7 separate regions of the Mus musculus genome follow, and regions 2, 3, 4, 5, 6 and 7 are each linked to region 1. Evidence: chromatin contacts called from public HiChIP or PLAC-seq, capture Hi-C and promoter capture Hi-C data. All regions are on one chromosome and are shown on one strand. The core of a region is the stretch at or near the end of the contact, and the rest is flanking DNA. Distances in the headings are between cores, read along the strand shown.

Region 1 (2,521 bases), core at 14-2,513:
GTGGAGTAGGTTGTGATTCTGGGGTCTCTTCAATGACCCCGGTACCTCATGAACCCCTGCTTAGCATGGTTGTGCTACCATCCAGGAGAATGTTGATGGAACCAAATTAAATATTTACTGTACGTTGTGGTGTTGTCTTCATCTACAAGGAATCTCAGTAGTTGTCTAAGGCAGGGCAGCTTCCAGTTGGCTGAGGGTTACACTGGCTTTGATCTCTTAGGGAGACCGTCTTCATCTTCGTCCCAGAGCAAGAAAAGGAGCTGTTTCGGCGCCACAAGGTATTCAATGTTCATGTTTGCAGACAACCAGAATTTACTCCAGAAATGCCAGGCATAGGAAACATCTGAAGCTTACAGGTACTGCACTAGAGTCTTGGGGGAAAATAAAAAATCAAAACAAAACAAAACAGTGAAGCAGGAAGCAGGTGTAATATAGGATTATGCCCCTGCCTCAGTTCCTTTCTGGGTGTAGTGACTCCGATAGTATCAAGAAGTTAGAGTGGGGGGGGGGGGCGGTGGTGGCACACGCCTTTAATCCCATCACTTGGGAGGCAGAGGCAGGCAGATTTCTGAGTTGGAGGCCAGCCTGGTCTACAAAGTGAGTTCCAGGACAGCCAGGGCTATACGGAGAAACCCTGTCTCAAAAAACAAAAACAAGGGCTGGTGAGATGGCTCAGTGGGTAAGAGCACCCGACTGCTCTTCTGAAGGTCCAGAGTTCAAATCCCAGCAACCACATGGTGGCTCACAACCATCCGTAAAGAGATCTGACTCCCTCTTCTGGAGTGTCTGAAGACAGCTACAATGTACTTACATATAATAAATAAATAAATCTAAAAAAAACAAAACAAAAATTTAAAGAAGAGTCAGGCATGGTGACACCTGCCTAAGTCCAGCGAGTCCAATGCAGGCGGATCGTAGTGACCAGCCTGATCTATATAGCGTTCAAGACCCGCAAGTGTGCTATGTAGTGAGGCCCTGAACAAAGTCAGAAGACAAAATCCACTCCTGTTCAAATGATAGCACAGCGACACTTGTGCTTTCTTGAGATACCACAAACTCACTCGAGTGAGTCGGCGGAGGGCCCACTAATTCACACTCCGGTGAAGGGGCACGAAGCACAGACTTGGACATTATCGCCCCAGTTTCCCAACTTAATAGAACTAGACTCGCCCCTTCCTTGCTTCCCAAGCTGCATCTGGCCTTCGTGTCTCACTTCCGGCCTGTGGCTCTCTTCTTCCGCTTCTCTATGGTCGCGAGCCGGAAGTGGCTACCCGGCTGGAAGGCGTGAGGAGCATTCTGGTGAGCGAGGGTAGAGGGCTGCTGGCTGGGGCTGCAGGTCCTCGCTGGGCGATCCGGGCTTGATGTGCAGACGGCACGGAGCGTGTCCGCGGGCTGGGGTCCTCACCTGTCGGGGTCCCCCAGGCTCGTGGCGGTTTTCTAGGAACTAACCGGAGCAGCATCCTCTGTCCCCATTGTAGTCTCCCGAGAGTGCTGCTGCTGGTGGTGACCCTCGTCGATGGTCCTCTTGGGCGTGTGGCAAACGCTCCTGGGTGGCGGTTGGCTTTCCCGGGTTTTCCGTGCCACCCTTGTGGGTTTTGTCAGATGAGTCCGCCACTCGTTTACCTGTCACCGGCAGCCTCCTGCGGTCCTCTGAGAGAGGCGTTACCATCGTCGCGCCGCACCAGACTCCAAGGAGTCGCAGAAAAGAGCTTTTATTGCTGGAGCAGAAAGGCTGAGAGCGCGAAGTGCGGACGTTACAAGGGCAAAGAAGCTTGGCTTGGCTTTTCTTTATGTTGTCCGCTCTATTTCCTAGCTAGCTGGCTGGACTTAGTGTATTTGCTTCATTAAATATTTTGCTTATCTTAATTTCTAAGAAAAGGAAAACAAGAATTTTTTTTCTTAAGTTATACTGCAAAGGGCTCGGGCAGTAAGAAGAGGTGCCACCTGCTCCGTTTTAATGAAGATTTTAAATGCAGTCACTATAGTCCTGTCTGTCTGGCAGCTTCTGTAGTCCAGGTTGGCTTCACATTGGTAAAGATCCCTCTGCCTCAGTCACTCAAGCTCTGTGATTCCTGATATTTACCACTATCCTGTCTCACAGCCCATCCGCCCCTCCCCCCTTTTTTCTTGGAGACGAGATTTTATTATGTAGCCCAAACTGACTTTTGAACACATTATATAGCAAAAGCTGATCTGGAACATCTCGTCAGCCAGCTCTCAGTCTGACCTGTTCTCATTGCAGGCATGTCCCGCCACACAGTTTTATGCAGTCCAGGAGATCAAACACAGGCGTTTGAGTATGCTAGGCCAGCACTCTACCAGCTGAGTAATATTCCCAACTTCACAGTCACTTTTTAAACCTATAGTTACTTTGGTAGAAGAAAACTTGGGTCTGGTCTGCATGCCATAAATAGGAAATGGCTTCCACTTGTCTTATGATATTGATATAACTGCATAGTATACATAGTATGATGAAAACATTTATTAATAAATTCTGTCTTGGTTTCCTTGTCTAAGATTC
Region 2 (2,521 bases), core at 13-2,512, 980 kb after region 1:
AGAGACACACAAAGGCATTCCTGCAATCCCTTCTTGTACCCAAAGCTCCCCTAGTGTCCCAACCACGCTGTCCACAATGTGCACACATGTGTCCGGAGGTGTCATCCTATAACCTAGTCAGATACAACCTGGAGCTCGTTCCAAACCTTGTTCATCACCTCCTCCTCTCCACATTTCTACCCAATCACCAGGGTCTCAAATTCTGCATACCCTCAAATGGAATTATTGATCTGCTTCTGCCCAGCTCCCTGGGACCTCTGCTACCTCTAGGGATGCTATCAGGCATCACTGAAGAAGCCTGTCATAATATAATTAGTGATAAAAAATAAAGCATAAAGCTGCCCCTGTTTTGCTCAAAACCCCCCAAAGGTTGCTTTTCAGTAAATAAAACCCCAAGTTCTTACCACGACCTGTAAGATCAGCTCTGGGCCTCTAAGAACAGCTCCCCCCTCCTATCTGTTTCTCCTTCCAAGTGTCCCTTCCACAGCAGGGGCTCCAAGTAGAGGCCTCTCTACTCCTGCTGGGTCCTCTCCTTTTCCCCAAGGCTTACTGGCTCTTCCCTTTCAAGTCTTTCCTTAAAACTCACCTTCCCATATCTAATTGACTGCATTGCTACTTCAACTGTCTGCATCATTATCATCTCTCAAGCATTTACTTTGCCTCCTCCAACTGTTGCCTAAGCTCCGGCAGCGCAGAGGTTTGTTTTCTTGTATTGCACCCCTTCCCACTAAGATGTGCTTGGGGATGGATGCACAGCGGACTTTAGTATAAAGTATCTCAACATATTCTTCATGCGTAGTTGAGACGACAACAGGCTGGATGTAGTAACGGAAGTTTTGAACACAGCTTTCTTTTTCATTTTACTTTTTTTTTTTTTTTTTTGGTACAGCTATTACAAAGTTCAAATTCCCCTAGCTGGTTCGGCTTTCTTTAATGCGCAGCTCTGGCTTAGGGAGCGGACCCTATGAATTTGCCAAATGGGCACATGTAAACTGGATGTAAGCCAAAAACGCACGGTGGTGGCAGCGGCCCACACGGTGCTCCAGGCCGGACCCGACGGGAGACCTGCCCCGAAGCAGACACGCCCAGCTCGGGCCCATGTTACAGTTCGAAGCACCCTCAAGACCCCGGCCCGCTGTCCAGGTACCGCCAAGTCTGACCCAGGACCCACGTTAACCCCGCTCAGCAGCACACTCACCGCGCCACGCCGCATCCCGCCAATCTCTGCGCGCCCGTCCCGCCCATCGGCGCATCCAGCCAATCGCCTCCCGCCCCATCCCGCCCATCGCTGCACGCTTCATCCAGCCAATCCCCGTGCGCCCCGCCTCTGGACCGAGGAAACGCGGAGTCACGCCTCCGGTTCCCGGGACAACCCATCACTTAGCACTGGGTTTCCTGTGCGCATGCGGTGTTTGCGGCTGGGCCTCATCGGGTGAACTCCTTGGGTAGCGTGGGCCGTAGTGAGGCTGGGCGCCTGGCTCATGCTGCTCTCCCCGAGCGCTGGGGGTCTGGTGGCTCCTGTGTGGCTGAAGCTTCCCTCCCACTCTATCCTGCGCTGTGATTCTCACCCTGACTTCTCAGATTCCCTTGGAAGCATGAACAATTTCTCCCATCTCACAGGCAGGGAAACAGGCAAAATGACCCAGCTAGTGAGAAAAGCTAGAATTCACACTAAGACACCCTGACTGCAAGTGCATCAGACTTCAGTGGTAACATTGCTCCTTTTTAAAATTGCCTAATTACTCAGTCTGAAACTTATTACTTAAGGTAGGTTTCTTCTGGCTTACTAAGTTTTTTTGTTTTATTTTGAATTTATTTTGTTTTGTTTTGTGTGTGGGTGTGTTTTGCCTGCACGCATGTGAGGTCAGTCTCCTCGGAGGCGAGAAGAGAGCGTCCGTGTCACCTGGAACTGGAATTACAAATGGTTGTGAGCCATTCTGAAAGAGCTCTCAACCGAGCTTTCTCCAGCCCCTTGTTTCTGTTTTTGTTTGTTTTTGCTTTTTGAGACAAGGTTTCCCTCGTTCCTGTTTTAATAATGAATTAAATCATTTTTTTCCCCCCGAGACAGGGTTTCTCTGTATAGCCCTGGCTGTCCTGGAACTCACTTTGTAGACCAGACTGGCCTCGGACTCAGAAATCCACCTGCCTCTGCCTCTGCCTCCCAAGTGCTGGGATTAAAGGCGTGCACCCCCACCCCCGGCTAAATCATTTGTTTTTAATGTTTCAGTTTGTTGAGTATTTTTTCCTTTGTAAGCTGGGCTGAGTGCGGATTTTTGCCTACTGTCTCAAGTAGCCTGTTGCATATTTGATTATGTTGCAACGTTCTTGTGTTCCAGGAACAAACCCCATTTGATGGATTTGAAACCACTTTGTAGAATTAAAATCCAAAGTTACAATGACACAGAGCTCGTTGTTGTGCAGCCCCTTGACTGGAGCTCTCCATTTACTCTTTGGTTGCTGTTCCCTTTGGTCTGCAGGACTCTCCTTAGGATTCCTTACAGTAAATGTCTAAGGAAATGGA
Region 3 (2,521 bases), core at 12-2,511, 960 kb before region 1:
CTGGAGCAGTCAGGGAGAACCTTCAAGTACCTGGAATGTTTGCCGCCGCCCCCCCCCCCCATCCATTCCCTCTGGGACTTCTTCCCAAAGCCTTCTAGTCCTTCTAGTCTTTGGACATCCTTTCCCATCCTTCTCTTTGATTCGACGGACCCCCGTGGCTTTCTATTGTTGCCTCAGGGTGACTTGTTTTGCATCACTCACGGTAACCCAATTTGGCACCCCTTTTGCCCCTTTCATAGAGCATAAACCCTAGGAGAGCTGGGACAAGTCTTGTGTACTCCTGACCCTTTCTCCAAACTAAACACCGGGCCTATTAACCTATCTCAGAGAGGCCCCATGTGCACCGAGTAAATGAACAAACTGCTGGATGAACTGGGGAGACCCTGTCGGGGACAGGGGGCACGTGTCCATTCAGCATGCCCAAGCACTAAGGTCCTGTTAAAAACTGCTGTGGGAGACCTGAGGGGCAGGTAAGTTTCTCCATCCCCCACTTCCAGTTTCCAATTTCCCCAATGGACAAGGACAGCCCCCCCCCACACACACACATATATCCCCGCTCCCCTGCCCTTCTCCCCCCACCCCAGGGTCCAGACACGGGTTGGTTACTTACCACAGAATTCAGCAAGAGCCCCAAAGACTCCAGAAAGGAGCAGCAGCGCCTTCAGGAGCTCCATGGCAGGCACAGGTGGGAGGTGGGAGACTCCTGGGTCTCACCTTGAGGGCTTGTCTGACTGCAACTGTTGTCTTGCTTAGGAAGAGGCAGCTTCACTGATTAATTGTCCTTCCAACAGCCGGAAGCACGCTGCTAAATCAGCAGAGAGAAAGGGGGAAAGGTCTGTTATGGGGCAGGAGGCCAAAGAACAGAGGAAGGAAGGAAGGGCAGAGCTGCTTGTCCTCCAGATGAGAACAAAAAGGGACTCCGTGGGGCAACTCAAAGCTAACCTTATCTGTCCCGAACGCTTTAAAGACCCCGGAAGCAGCACAGAAAGCCTGGTGCCTAATCTGTCCCAAGTCTATCTGACAGTGCTCGCCGGGGTCCGCCCTGCCCCGGCTTGCACACCCGCCCCGCGCCCTCCCCCCCCCCCGCCCCCCGCACATCCCAGCCCCCTGCCCACACACACACACCCCACCCCTGCCTGCACACCCGCACCGTTGCTGCTCTGGCTGCAGACATTCAGGACTAGAGTACCTACCGGGTGCACTTCACAGGAGTCCCTGGAAAGTACTTACTTTGACTCTCGGGGTCAGAGCTGGGAAACTGTGGTGATCACGTGACGGAGCTCTCTGGCGTCAGCTGTTCTGCCAAGGAGGCGGGGCAGCTGCTGGACCCGGCCCAGACAAACAAGTCTCAATCAACCAGACACAGCCTGGGTTTCCTTGAGGCGACAGCGAAAGTTGAAGAACAAGTGAATCTAGCAAGTTGCAAAACCTTTGGGAGCAGGGCTGCAGGGCTACTTGCCCTGAACTAGGAACGTCGCTTAAAGACATCTTGGCAGAAAAAAAACATTGCTTATCTGCCCAGCCCCACTGGAGACTCGAAGGATGAATCTAGCAGCGATGGGTGACCTCTCTGAGTTTCAAGTTATTCTCTCTCTCTCTCTCTCTCTCTCTCTCGAGAGAGAGAGAGAGAGAGAGAGAGAGAGAGAGAGAGAGGGTTAAACAATATTATCCTAGCAGCAATTTCCCAGTTCCACTTGTGAAGATGTTGAGACCGTAACATGCCTCTAGTCATCTTCAAATGAGATGTTTGTTACAACTATTTTTATAGCAAACTGTCAAAGGTCACACTTTCAAGAGAATCTATTTTTGTGCCAGGGTAATTATCACAAGCTAAGACCCAACACAGATATATATGGACCTGGATAGCAGTTATTAATTAGCAGTAATTAACGTAATGCATGTGTTGTTGCTGGCCTAGGTCATGTTGTCAGAGAAACTGAAAAAGACAAAGGACTCTATCATAATGCGGGGGTCACATGTGGGGTGCACACCTCTAGCCCCAGCCACTCAGGAGACTGAAGTAGGACTGACTGGCAGCCAGCTTGAGTAACCATGAGACCCTATCTCTTTAAAAGGAGGAAGAGAAGCTGGAAGAAGAGGCGGTGGGGAGCCAAGTATGGCTCTTGGTGCACACCTATATCTAGAATGTGGGAGACTGAGGCAGGAGAATCATTCCAAGTTCCAAGCCAGGCTGGGCTACTGAGACCTCATCTCAAAACTCAGGGAGACATAAGATGGGGAGAAGGAAGAAAGAAGTGAAGGAAGGAGAGAGGCAGGGAAGGGAGAAGCAGTAATTAGCTCGGAGTAAGGCGGGAAGTCCGCATGCACGTGCATTTTGCAGGGAGAAGAGGCTCCAGTGTTGTGGGTGCTCACCAGAGAAGACTGCTCGAATGTGAGTTTGAGCCAATAGAAGTCCTTATTCGCCGGCACTGACTACACTGGGTGTCTGGGATCCCTGCGTAGTCCCTAGACTTTCTCAGGGTGAGCCTTGAAGCACAAAAACCATGTCCTGGGTTGACAC
Region 4 (2,521 bases), core at 8-2,507, 930 kb before region 1:
ATTTCAGCTATACATGACTTTAAGCAGAAAACCAAGAATTTTTTTAACATTTTGAAGTAAAAGTAATAAAATTTAAAGGAAATTGATAAAAAAGTCATAAATTTTAACTTTTTTATAAACATGAAATTACCACCTTTAAGACTGACTTAAACCTATCATCAGATCTCATAAGTTTAAAAATTATCTTTATAGATGGAATGATATGTTTTAAATGTGCGCACAACTTTTATGTGTGTGTTGCAGATCTGAACTCCATATCCTTATGCTTGCATGTCAGGAATTCTGTCCACTGGGCCATCTCCTCAGTCCTGTTTTGTTTTCTTGGTTTTGTTGTTTTGAAACACTATCTCTAGCACAGGCTGGCCTGAAACTTGTGCTCTCCCAGCCTCAGACTCCTGTGTGCTGGGATTACAGGCACCACCATCATGCTATGCCTTCCATTATTTTTCTTTCTTTTCATTTTTGTTTTGTTTCGACAGTGCGTCACTCAATACCCTCGCTGTCCTGGAACTTAGCCTCGGACTCACAGAGATCCGTCCCTTCTGCCTCAACTCATTCCCCAAATATAAGCAGTTCCTTAGACCCTCTCCGTGTCCGTGGGAGGTCAAAGGTCGGCCTTTGCTCTATTTTATTCTAACTTGAACAAACTAGGTGCAGCTGAATCTAAGGTCAACAAGGCAAAATCTGGTCAGCTGGGTTTACAACGCCTAGCAACCGTTGCCATGACAATTGAACTCCCTTAAACTCACTGGCCTAGCATTACAAAAACTAGTAGCTTTAGGTTTAGTGAGCATTTCTGTTTTTGTTTGTTTGTTTGGTTGGTTTGGTTTTTAAAGAAAACATCAGCCAGGCGTGGTGACACACATCTTTAATCCCAGTACTCTGGAGGCAGAGGCAGGCGGATCTCTGGATTAGAGGCCAAACTACAGAGCTCTCTGAATCCCAGAAGGCTCCGGGCTGTCTGTCTCCCATCCCTTCAGTCCTGCTGTATCCCAAAATGCACTGGGGCTCGCGTGCTCAAACAACCGTGTCTAGGGTGCTTATAAAACTGCCTAAATTTCCATGTTGCTTTAAAGCTTGTCTATAGATTTTGGTAACTAAGAAAAGAACTGAAAGAACTACCACAATTGTTGAGCTTTAGAGAATTTGGTTGTAAATAACGAGGTCGCCAAAAGCACAACTTTCTCTGGATTTGTACAGGCATATTTTCAGACAGCCCTCAGCTGGCGGCGTGGGGTCCTTCAGGGCCCTAGGCAGGGCACGTGCGGGAGGAAGTAGCTCTGGTGTTCTGGCTGCCTTGAATTTCTCAACGTGGAGCTATGGGAGGTCTGGAGAAGAAGAAGGTGAGTGAGTTCCAGCGGAGGTCGGAGCTCCGGCTTTATCACTTTCCCTGGCCTCTGGGGACCGAGAAGTCTTGAGACGGCCGCCGGAGCGAACCTTCTGCACGTAGGCCCCTGGAAGCCGGGAAGAACTGTGACGGGCTTTCTGTGGAAGGAGTTGTGGAGACAGGCGGAGCCGCCAAAAGAGTGATCAGTGACCAACGGGACGTAGAATTCATTATCAAGACTTGGGACTTTCTTAATTGAGCCAGGCCCGGTCCTAGGTACTGGGAATTGAGAAGTAAGCAGTCAGATGCGGCCCCGCTTTCCCAGTGTCAACTTCAGATAAAGTGGCTAAGGGTTTTTAAGTGCGCTCCTGAGAAAGGGAGGGAGGGAGGAGCAGTAGAGTGGAGAGTATCAACAGGCGCTTAATCCGATTAGTGTTGTCTTGTAGGTCCTCTTCTGACGTAGCATTTTAGTGGAAATCAGTACTTAAAGAACACTTTAGTCTGGGGCATGAAAATGTTGGGAAGTGTGGATGGTCCCCAACCTTCCCCTAAGAGAATTCTCGGCACTCAGAGAAAGGAGAGACTAATATCAGCGTGCAGCTGTAGCTTCCAGCCGTCTCTTAGCCGTCTCTGTGTTTGATGGTTTATATGGGGTTAGGCGTTGTCACAATCTTATATTTTAGGATGACCCTTTTGTTCCTTTACAGGCTCTGGTTATGATAGTTTTATCTTTAGCAGATGGAACTTGCTATCCGTGTGATATTGGTGGTGCTCAATTCTCAAGGGAGAAAATGACCTTTTTTTTTTTTTTCTTTAGAAAAGGGGAAAGGGTGAGCAGGTTAAAAGCAGAAGTCAGTGCAGTTTTAGCTCTGTTGTCTCAGATTAGAGACAGTTTCTTCTTCCTATGCAACCTTGTTTCCCAAGTTTAAGCTTCTTAATCATAATTAATGTGAAAGCTTGCTGTTTTTCTTTTTTCATTCAGAAGTGCTTAGCAGAGAAAACAGAAGTGAATTCCACGGCCAGTAGGAAAGAGAGGCAGGTGGTGTGCAGGGTTTTGGACAGACAGTAGCATGGCTGTGAGATGTAAATAAGTGAGGTGCTGTCTAGGTGAGGCTGGGGCCGTATCATGTGAGGCTGGAACTTATTCTGAGTGGAGAAGACAAAGAAAGTAAGTGACTTGATCTGAGTTATTCT
Region 5 (2,521 bases), core at 14-2,513, 910 kb before region 1:
TCTAAGGGCAGCAATAGCCTAGTTTTCCATCCAAGTGAGGTCACTGCTGGTATCTCAGCTTGTGACCTTTGTGGACCTGTCCCCTCACTCCAGGTACCTCTGATGATGGTCCTTACCTGGAACTGTCCATGTATCATGACAGGGTCAGGGTTCTGATCATTCAGTCCTTCCCAGGACATCTTTCCCATAGCCATTCCCCAGAGGCGGTGATACCCTAAACAGGGTAGGCTGGACTTTGCCCTCCCTGAATCTAAGGACCTGATAGCCTGACAGACCTGTTTTGTATTGGCCCCATATGTGGACTTTGTGCTGCCATGGCTGCACCTCAACTGAAGAGGAAGGCAAGAGTTTTGCAGGCTTTGGCTTGTGGACCCCAAGGTCCCCCAAACTGGTGGCTTCACTGTATATGTGGGATGGGGGGAGGGGGCTCTATCTGATGCCATGTTCTGGCATGGCAGTTTCAAGAGGCAGGAACAAAGGGTTAGGAGTTTCAAAGTCATAACCTATAGCCTGGGAGGTGACTCAGGGCCCACAAGGACAAAGAGCAGCAAGCCCATTAGATATGGAAGAATGCCTGGCAGCCAGGCTGATGTGGAATTTTCCCCATTCCACGGTTGCCTAGAAATGTCGGGGGTAGTGGGACTCTGACGTGGCCCATGTGCCACCCGATGGCCAGCTGGTTCTGCAGTGCCCACAGCTGGGGTTAATTCCAAATTAGTTCCCATCCTTGGTTTTCCTTTAGGATGAAGGACAGTCTGAACTCAAACAGGCCCCTACTTACTTGCCCAGACCTCTAGAGGAGGTATCCTCAAGAGGAAAGTTAGCTGAACCATGTAAGTGACTCGGCCCAGGGATCCTGGCGCTTCTTCACCTGTTTTTCTTGGATACCACAAATGTGTTCCTGGCTCATCAGAGGGAGCTAGGAAGACCTATGTTCCACTGGATTCTGAGGAGCTCCAGTGCTGTCCATAAAAGGCTGGCAACTAGTCCTGCCCCCTTTCTCCAGAGCCCAGGCTCCCTTCCCCAACACTACCACCAAGCCCCAGGCACCCTCTATTCCCTTCTGGGCTGGCAGTAGGACAATGGACCCCTTGGCCCATCGGAGACAAATAGTCCTTGTTAGGCCGGAGGCGGGGGCGCAATATTGCGCCCCAGGGAGCTGAATACAGCTTCTGTGCCTCTTGGGCAGGCGGCGCAGGGGAGAGGACGGGAAGGGGGTGGGGGGGGGGAGGGGGCCGTGGCGCCCATTGGCTCTGGCGTCAGGGGCCGGGCCAGGCTGCTGGCCTCACCTGGCGAGTGTTGAGAGCGGGGTGCGGCAGCCGCTGCGGCGGCGGGGCGGGGGCATGGACCAGGCCTGCCAGCGCGCCGGGTCCCGGCGAGTGCGCCCCGCCGCCCAGTGAGCGCCACGGCGGCGGCGGGGGCCGGGGCCGACCCCTGCCACCCGGAGCCCAAGGAGAACAGGGCAAAGGTATGTCGGGAGGTCTTGTACTCACGCTGGCTGTGCCCTGCCTCAGCCTACTTCCTGAACATCTTGCCTACTGGATCGATGGATCGTGTTTGCCCAGCAAGGGATATAGAAATGCTGCAGAGCTGCTTCACCAACACTGTATCCTGCAGGCTCTGGCTGATTGCTTGCCCTGCTCTGGGTGCCCCTCCTCCCCTGACCCCCGGAGTCCCTAAAAATGGGGTGGGTGGGGCTCCAGAAGGTTAGCTGTTGTGCTGTGAGTTCGTTAATAATTAATCCTCTTGGACATTGTGGCCTGGGCCCTAGTGGAGAAGGAGGCAGGAATCTCCCCGCTCCTTACCTGCGTTCCCAGAAGAGGCGGCTGTCACAGTACAAACCGGGGAGAGGGGGGCCTTGGGCAATGACAGACTCTTGTGCTTGGGGAAGGCCTCTCATATGTGTGCCCCTAAGGAGGTGAGTCCAGGAGACAAGGACAGACTTGTCTAGTTAGGACAGGAAAGATCCTATATGCAACAACTACACGGTTCCGGAGCCATGGACCAGTGCTCCATAAGGGGGTCTCAGGTTGGTCTGTTCCCTTAGTGAGAGGCCAACATGAGCCTTCTCTTTTTAACCCCCCCCCGCCCCGCCCCTTCCTGAGCTGGTTGTGATGACAGGCACACATCTGGCTGCAGGGACTGACACCTGACACCAGAGGTTACTGGGCTGAGGGTGAGGATGCCCTGGAAATCTTCAGGAGGAAAGGGGTGTGGAGGGAGAGCCGATCAGAACTCAATCTCTTCCTCTCTGGAGGGGGTGAGCTGATCTGCACTGTGCCTTCAGGCTTCCTTGCTACTTATCTAGAGGGAAGATACTGAGGCTCAAGGAGTCAGTGACTTGCTGAAGGTCACACCGTTGGGAAATGGCTGAGTTCACTGCAAACCACAGTGTGCGTTTTTGTTTGTTTTGTTTTGTTTTGTTTTGTTTTGTTTTTTGGTCCCTGTCTCAGGATCCCAGCCCTACCCAGAAGTCCTCTTGCCCAAACTGGAGGAAAGATGCCTTCCTGGGCATCTCTTT
Region 6 (2,521 bases), core at 16-2,515, 910 kb after region 1:
TTTTTTAGCCTATAGAAGACTGAGAGGTGGGGGAACACATGGTTCAGGTCTGTGTGGGTGGATGGACTATGTATTGTACCTGAGGCAAAGGGGCCTCAGAGTCAAGGCACTTTGTACATAGACTTGAGAGAAAAAGAGGAAATGCAGGCAGCACCAGGAGAGAGAGCAAGAGTTTTATAACAGCTCAAGTGGCTTGATTCAGCAGGAAGCCAATACTTGGCGTTGATGGCCAGAGCTCTGACCTCTTTCCCCAGTGGGTGCCAGAAGCCTGCTCTACCTATGATCAGCTCCTGTGGGGTGCCTCAGCTATGCTGTCTGTGCTGACTACATAACTGGAAATGGGACAACACAAAGTATTACAAAACTCCTGCCTCCATCAACTTCTGAAACCCTGACATCTGTAAAATAGCTGAAACCAATGAACCGCAGTGGTTTCTGTCTCACATCTTTCCTGAGAGTAGGCCTCACCTTCCAGATGTTTCACAATGCCCCGAAGGCTGTTCCCATGGGCTGCAATAAGCACTCTCTGGCCAGCCTTAATCTTAGGTGCGATCTCCTCATTCCAGAAGGGCAAAGCCCGGGCAATGGTGTCCTTGAGACTTTCACAGGTAGGCAGCTCCTCAGGCTTCAAGCCTGCATAGCGGCGGTCCTGGGGACAAGGGCACAGGAACATTTCGCTTTTGTTTACTGGGTAGCCCTCCCCCCTGGGCTCCCAACCTTCCAGCTTCCCGGCATCTGGCCCACCTTGCTGATGGAGGTGTAGTAGTTGTGTTTCTCATCCATGGGTGGTGGTGGGGTGTCAAAGGAACGCCTCCAGATCTTCACCTGCTCCTCCCCGTGCTTTGCAGCCGTCTCAGCCTTATTGAGGCCTGTGAGGCCACCATAGTGCCGCTCATTGAGGCGCCAGGTACGCACCACGGGCACCCACATTTGGTCCGTAACATCCAGGATGGTCCAAAGGGTGCGGATTGCCCGCTTCAGCACCGACGTGTAGCAGATGTCAAACTCTATCTTGGCATCTTTGATAGCGGTGGCCCCCCGCTTGGCCTCCTCTGCTCCCTTCTCACTCAGCTCTGCATCAAACCAGCCACAGAAACGGTTCTCTTGGTTCCATAAGCTCTCACCGTGGCGAACCATTACTAGGCGGTGGGTGGTCATGGTGGCGGGGGACACAGGAACTCTAGGTGGCAGCTGCTTGCTTGGCCCTTTAGGCTTTATAACAGTTTTCCCAGCCCCCACCCCAGCCCTAACTGCCAATCAGCATTCCAGGAGATACAGGCAGAGGCAGGCAACCAGTAGCAGAACTGGGGGTGGGGTGTAGTCCAAGGAGCTGAACTTAAAAATAGTCTCACAAAATCATCAGCTCAGATGACAAGCCCCATAACCAGCTGGCACCTGGTAACAAGCCGCATGGGGCTGCAGAACTGGACCAGGGTGAAGGGCAGGAGTCAACCTGGGGGTGTTCTCCATGTGGAGACACTCTTGACATCAGCAGCTTTCAATCACAATTGGCCCTCTCCTGATCGGGTAGAAACAACTATTCCAGGCCCTTTTCTGATATATACATATGTTTAAAGACAGAGTTGAATTGTGTGACTCAAGCTGCAATCTCTCTTCAGTCTCTTAATACAATTAAGAACAAGCGCATCTCAGGAAGAAGTCTAGCCTAGTGTCAAGGTCAAGGGTATGTATAAGATATCCATACAAAGAGGTCAGTGTGTAAGTAAATAAGTAGGCGTGTCTGCAACAGTGATTGTTCTCTGCCCAGGTGCCTGTCCCAGCGTACATGCATTGTCTGTGTTGCTGTGTTGGTGAGACGGAGTGAGCACACACGTTTTACCAGGCAGATACCCCCACCCCACTAAGTATGGAGGATGAGGAGCAGTTGCTTTGAGAGGTGCACAGGATGAGACAGCTCCCCAGATGATACTCAGGTGAGCTAGAAGAACACTGAGGGCAGAGCTGGGAGCCCTACAGGAAGGGTACACTGGGTTGAGGTACCAGTAAAAAACAGAACACCCTAAGGGACTGGAGAGATGGCTCCTCAAGAGCACTTCCAAAGGACCCAGATACAATCTCCAGTACCCACATTGGGCAGCTCACCACTACCTGCAACTATAGCTCCAGGGGCATCCAACAGGTCTGGTCTCAGTGTATACCTGCACTAATGTGCACATTTCCTACCCACAATTAAAAATAAACTTAAAGACATTTTAGAACCTGGTTGTGCACACCTTTAATCCTACCCCCTGCCCAAGTGCTGGGATTAAAGACATGCACCACTGTCACCCCTCTGATGTTGTTTTTTTTTTTTTTTTTTTTTTTTGGCGGGGGGGAGGGGTCAAAACAGGGTTTCTCTGTATAGCACTGGCTGTCCTGGAACTCACTTTGTAGACCAGGCTGGCCTCGAACTCAGAAATCTGCCTGCCTCTGCCTCCCGAGTGCTGGGATTAAAAGCGTGCCCCACCACTGCCCAGCCCCCTGTGTTGTTTTAAAGACAGGCTCTCACTATGCAGCTTTA
Region 7 (2,521 bases), core at 15-2,514, 860 kb before region 1:
CTGTCTCAAAAAAAGAAAAAAAGAAAAAGAAAATGTTCTATAGATTTGCCAGTAGCCTAATCTGATGGAGGCTTTCTCAAAGGTGCTCCCTCCTTTCTGATAACTTTAGCTTGTGTCAAGTTTATATAAAATTACCCAGAATACCAGACTTGATGGCCCCTGCCTGTAATCCCTTCACTGGGGAGGTGGAAGCCGAAAGATCAAGAGTTCAAGATTCTCCGTGGTTACACAGTGAGTCTGAAACATCTTGGCCTACGTAAGAACCCTGTCTTTTTTTAAAAGTGTATTTTGTATATTTCAGAATATCTGAAGTTATAATATGAACATACATGTATCAGTAGGAAAACTGAATAAAATAGTTACTGTTTCTGGTGCTAAGTCATTGAAATCTGATTTGCCGTTTCTACCTAGCACAGGCCATACTTGTTCCTGACCAACCACATCTCCAACAGACAATAGTCCAAAGGACAGTGAGCCCTTGCTTGGTCACCCCCTACCTAAAACTTAATTTGATCCATGGGACGACAGAGGGGAAAGGTGTCAGTGGCCTGTTTCACTATCTCCTCCCTGCTCAGGTGCCACCTGCTTTGCAGAAAATTCATGCCAAGGCAGCCTGTGTTTTCTCATCCTACCCAGAGAGGTCAGCCTACTCAGTGTGGCTGCCTCCCACCCTCTACCTCCCAGAGGCTCACCCCTGGGCCATCCTGTAGTTCCCGCCTGAGCTGACGGCCTTCATAGAGTGTTGAAACTGTGTGTGCCGTGCCAGGCATTCTGCTAACACAGGAGACATGGTCTTACCTAATCCCTCCTAACTTCTAGAGGTCTGGAGCCATTTGGCAAATAAGGGCTCTCCTGGCCAGCAAACATTTGTGGAGCGCAGCCTGTGTTCAAGGTCGGGGGAGGGGGGCTGGGCTCTCCTTGGGCAAAAGGACTCAGAAGTGGTGACATTTTCAACTCCCACTTGGCTCCGGAAGTGTGTGCTCCACGTACCTGTCCTTAGGTGAGCACTTTCTTAACACCCACTCCCCACACACCTACAGTCCCACCCCCTGAAAGCGCGTGAAGACCTGGAGGTGAGGGCCACTTGCTACCTCAGACTCTCAGGACACCTCTTGAGATCTGGTCACCTCTCTGTCCCCTTAAGGTAGGCTTGATGACCTGGGGCAGACAAAACAAAAGAAAAACAAAAACAGGGGAGCACTGGGTAGGGCGGGGCAGGAACAGGGATTCTCCCTTGGGGCGGGCCTCCCTTGGGGCGGGATCAGCAGCAGACCTGCTAAGTAAAGCCCTGTGAAGGTGGCAGCAGCTGAGGCCTAGCAGAGAGCACCATGAGAGGACAAGTCGGGGACCTGAGCCCGCAGCAGCAGGAGGCTCTGGCCAGGGTAAGGGGTGAGGGGTGAGGCGGGAGGGAAGGCACGGGAGCCAAGCAGAACCCAAGCGGCCCGCATTGGCTACAGCTTTATGCAGGGACTGGTTGGCGAAGCCAGCGCCTCCCGCGCACACCTGGGCTAGGACCTCTCTCTACCTCTGAGCAACTGCCGGTGTGTGTGCGTGCGCGTGTGTGCGTGTGCGTGTGTGTGTTTGCAAGTTTAGCCTTCCAGCACAGCTCCCACCACCCATCCCTGGCCTCTGTTCCCAGGCCAGTGACTTCTGCCAGGCAGATTAGGAGATCCCTGCCAGATTGCAACAGTGTTTGGTTTGGTTTCTGTTGCTCGGGTTCCCAGTCTTCTCCCTATCAGACTTACTTGTTTACTTTTAATTATGACAGAGAAATAGAGGGGCTAGGGGTCTGATTTTTGAGAGCCTCCTGCAGGCTGTACCTGGAGAAGGGAAAGGCTATGAGGAAGGGGAGTCCCATCCAGGTTCTCATTCAACCTCGTTTGAAGGGGAAGCTTAAGAATTGTGACAGGTACTGAAGGTGTTTAAGTCTGGAATCCCAAGCCTTGCGAGACAAAGACCAGAAGATTGTGGGTTCAAGGCCAGCCTGAATTTAGTGACACTGTCTCAAGGAACAAGAGATGAACGGCTTGTTTTGTAGTGTCTCCCATGCGGAAGAACCTTACAGGGAGACATGAGAATCCTGGGTGAAGGAGGGGACCTGGAGATTCAGCCATTAAGGGGTCCTTAGTGGAACAGGAAGGACCCTCTGATGAGACTCCCAGGGCTGATGGTCTCAGAAGGCACCCGGTGCCTCCTGAGTTCTTTTGGAACTGGAAACATGGTCTCTGGGAGTGGACTATGATAGAGAACCCCACCAGCCACTCCTACTTTCTCCACTAACTAAAAGTAACAAATGCTTGCTATGTTAAAACATATAGGAAGAGAAAGGAGGAAGGAGGGGGAGGCTAAGGACGGCCCAGAGCTCTGTACTGCCTTGCCCCGGATCACTTCCTTCCAGAGTCCTCCTGAGCTAGGGTGGGCCACTGTGGTCACACTTCAGACACACAGTCTTCAGTGTGGCACTGTAAGGTGGCTTCTCTCCAGGCTGAGTTAGAAGTCACCTGGAGGGGAGGATAGGTAT

Evidence for each region. Promoter capture Hi-C pulls out the DNA fragments that hold promoters and counts their contacts. HiChIP or PLAC-seq counts read pairs in DNA pulled down with a chosen protein or histone mark. Capture Hi-C pulls out chosen DNA fragments and counts their contacts.
Region 2: a promoter capture Hi-C map of liver shows a contact between it and region 1, with 2.1 times the contacts expected there. The contact joins the promoter of Pold2 here to the promoter of Thoc5 in region 1. A contact is called at or near these places in 4 of 39 promoter capture datasets (the C10 cell line, liver and pre-B cells) and 1 of 115 datasets of contacts at active chromatin or transcription factors (bone marrow-derived macrophages).
Region 3: an H3K4me3 HiChIP or PLAC-seq map of bone marrow-derived macrophages shows a contact between it and region 1, with 9 times the contacts expected there. The contact joins the promoter of Tcn2 here to the promoter of Thoc5 in region 1. A contact is called at or near these places in 2 of 39 promoter capture datasets (both in liver), 3 of 115 datasets of contacts at active chromatin or transcription factors (bone marrow-derived macrophages, kidney and pancreatic cancer cells) and 2 of 9 other capture datasets (adipose tissue and liver).
Region 4: a contact with region 1 is called in a capture Hi-C map of macrophages, with 6 times the contacts expected there. The contact joins the promoter of Pes1 here to the promoter of Thoc5 in region 1. A contact is called at or near these places in 10 of 39 promoter capture datasets (the 3T3-L1 cell line, 3T3-L1-derived adipocytes, the C10 cell line and 5 more), 3 of 115 datasets of contacts at active chromatin or transcription factors (acute myeloid leukemia, embryonic stem cells and stem cell-derived neural progenitor cells) and 1 of 9 other capture datasets (macrophages).
Region 5: a contact with region 1 is called in an HNF4G HiChIP or PLAC-seq map of pancreatic cancer cells. The contact joins the promoter of Gal3st1 here to the promoter of Thoc5 in region 1. A contact is called at or near these places in 6 of 39 promoter capture datasets (the 3T3-L1 cell line, the SN4741 cell line, hippocampal neurons and 2 more), 1 of 115 datasets of contacts at active chromatin or transcription factors (pancreatic cancer cells) and 1 of 9 other capture datasets (liver).
Region 6: an H3K4me3 HiChIP or PLAC-seq map of bone marrow-derived macrophages shows a contact between it and region 1, with 3 times the contacts expected there. The contact joins the promoter of Pgam2 here to the promoter of Thoc5 in region 1. A contact is called at or near these places in 1 of 39 promoter capture datasets (liver) and 1 of 115 datasets of contacts at active chromatin or transcription factors (bone marrow-derived macrophages).
Region 7: a contact with region 1 is called in a promoter capture Hi-C map of liver, with 3 times the contacts expected there. The contact joins the promoter of Sec14l4 here to the promoter of Thoc5 in region 1. A contact is called at or near these places in 2 of 39 promoter capture datasets (both in liver) and 2 of 9 other capture datasets (adipose tissue and embryonic stem cells).

The regions. Positions count from the first base shown.
Region 1 is chr11:4,894,080-4,896,600 of GRCm38.p6, forward strand. Thoc5 (THO complex 5) reads left to right here and starts at 1,264. Exons shown (of 20, transcript NM_172438.3): 1 at 1,264-1,299. It overlaps Nipsnap1 (nipsnap homolog 1), which reads left to right. Exons shown (of 10, transcript NM_008698.3): 10 at 1-122.
Region 2 is chr11:5,876,994-5,879,514 of GRCm38.p6, forward strand. Pold2 (polymerase (DNA directed), delta 2, regulatory subunit) reads right to left here and starts at 1,263. Exons shown (of 11, transcript NM_008894.2): 1 at 1,199-1,263.
Region 3 is chr11:3,930,783-3,933,303 of GRCm38.p6, forward strand. Tcn2 (transcobalamin 2) reads right to left here and starts at 1,262. Exons shown (of 10, transcript NM_015749.3): 1 at 1,194-1,262; 2 at 611-805. The coding sequence starts at 674.
Region 4 is chr11:3,962,718-3,965,238 of GRCm38.p6, forward strand. It overlaps Pes1 (pescadillo ribosomal biogenesis factor 1), which reads left to right and starts at 1,258. Exons shown (of 15, transcript NM_022889.3): 1 at 1,258-1,343. The coding sequence starts at 1,320.
Region 5 is chr11:3,982,373-3,984,893 of GRCm38.p6, forward strand. It overlaps Gal3st1 (galactose-3-O-sulfotransferase 1), which reads left to right and starts at 1,264. Exons shown (of 4, transcript NM_016922.3): 1 at 1,264-1,468.
Region 6 is chr11:5,802,531-5,805,051 of GRCm38.p6, forward strand. It overlaps Pgam2 (phosphoglycerate mutase 2), which reads right to left and starts at 1,266. Exons shown (of 3, transcript NM_018870.3): 1 at 745-1,266; 2 at 469-649. The coding sequence starts at 1,158.
Region 7 is chr11:4,030,518-4,033,038 of GRCm38.p6, forward strand. Sec14l4 (SEC14-like lipid binding 4) reads left to right here and starts at 1,265. Exons shown (of 12, transcript NM_146013.1): 1 at 1,265-1,382. The coding sequence starts at 1,329.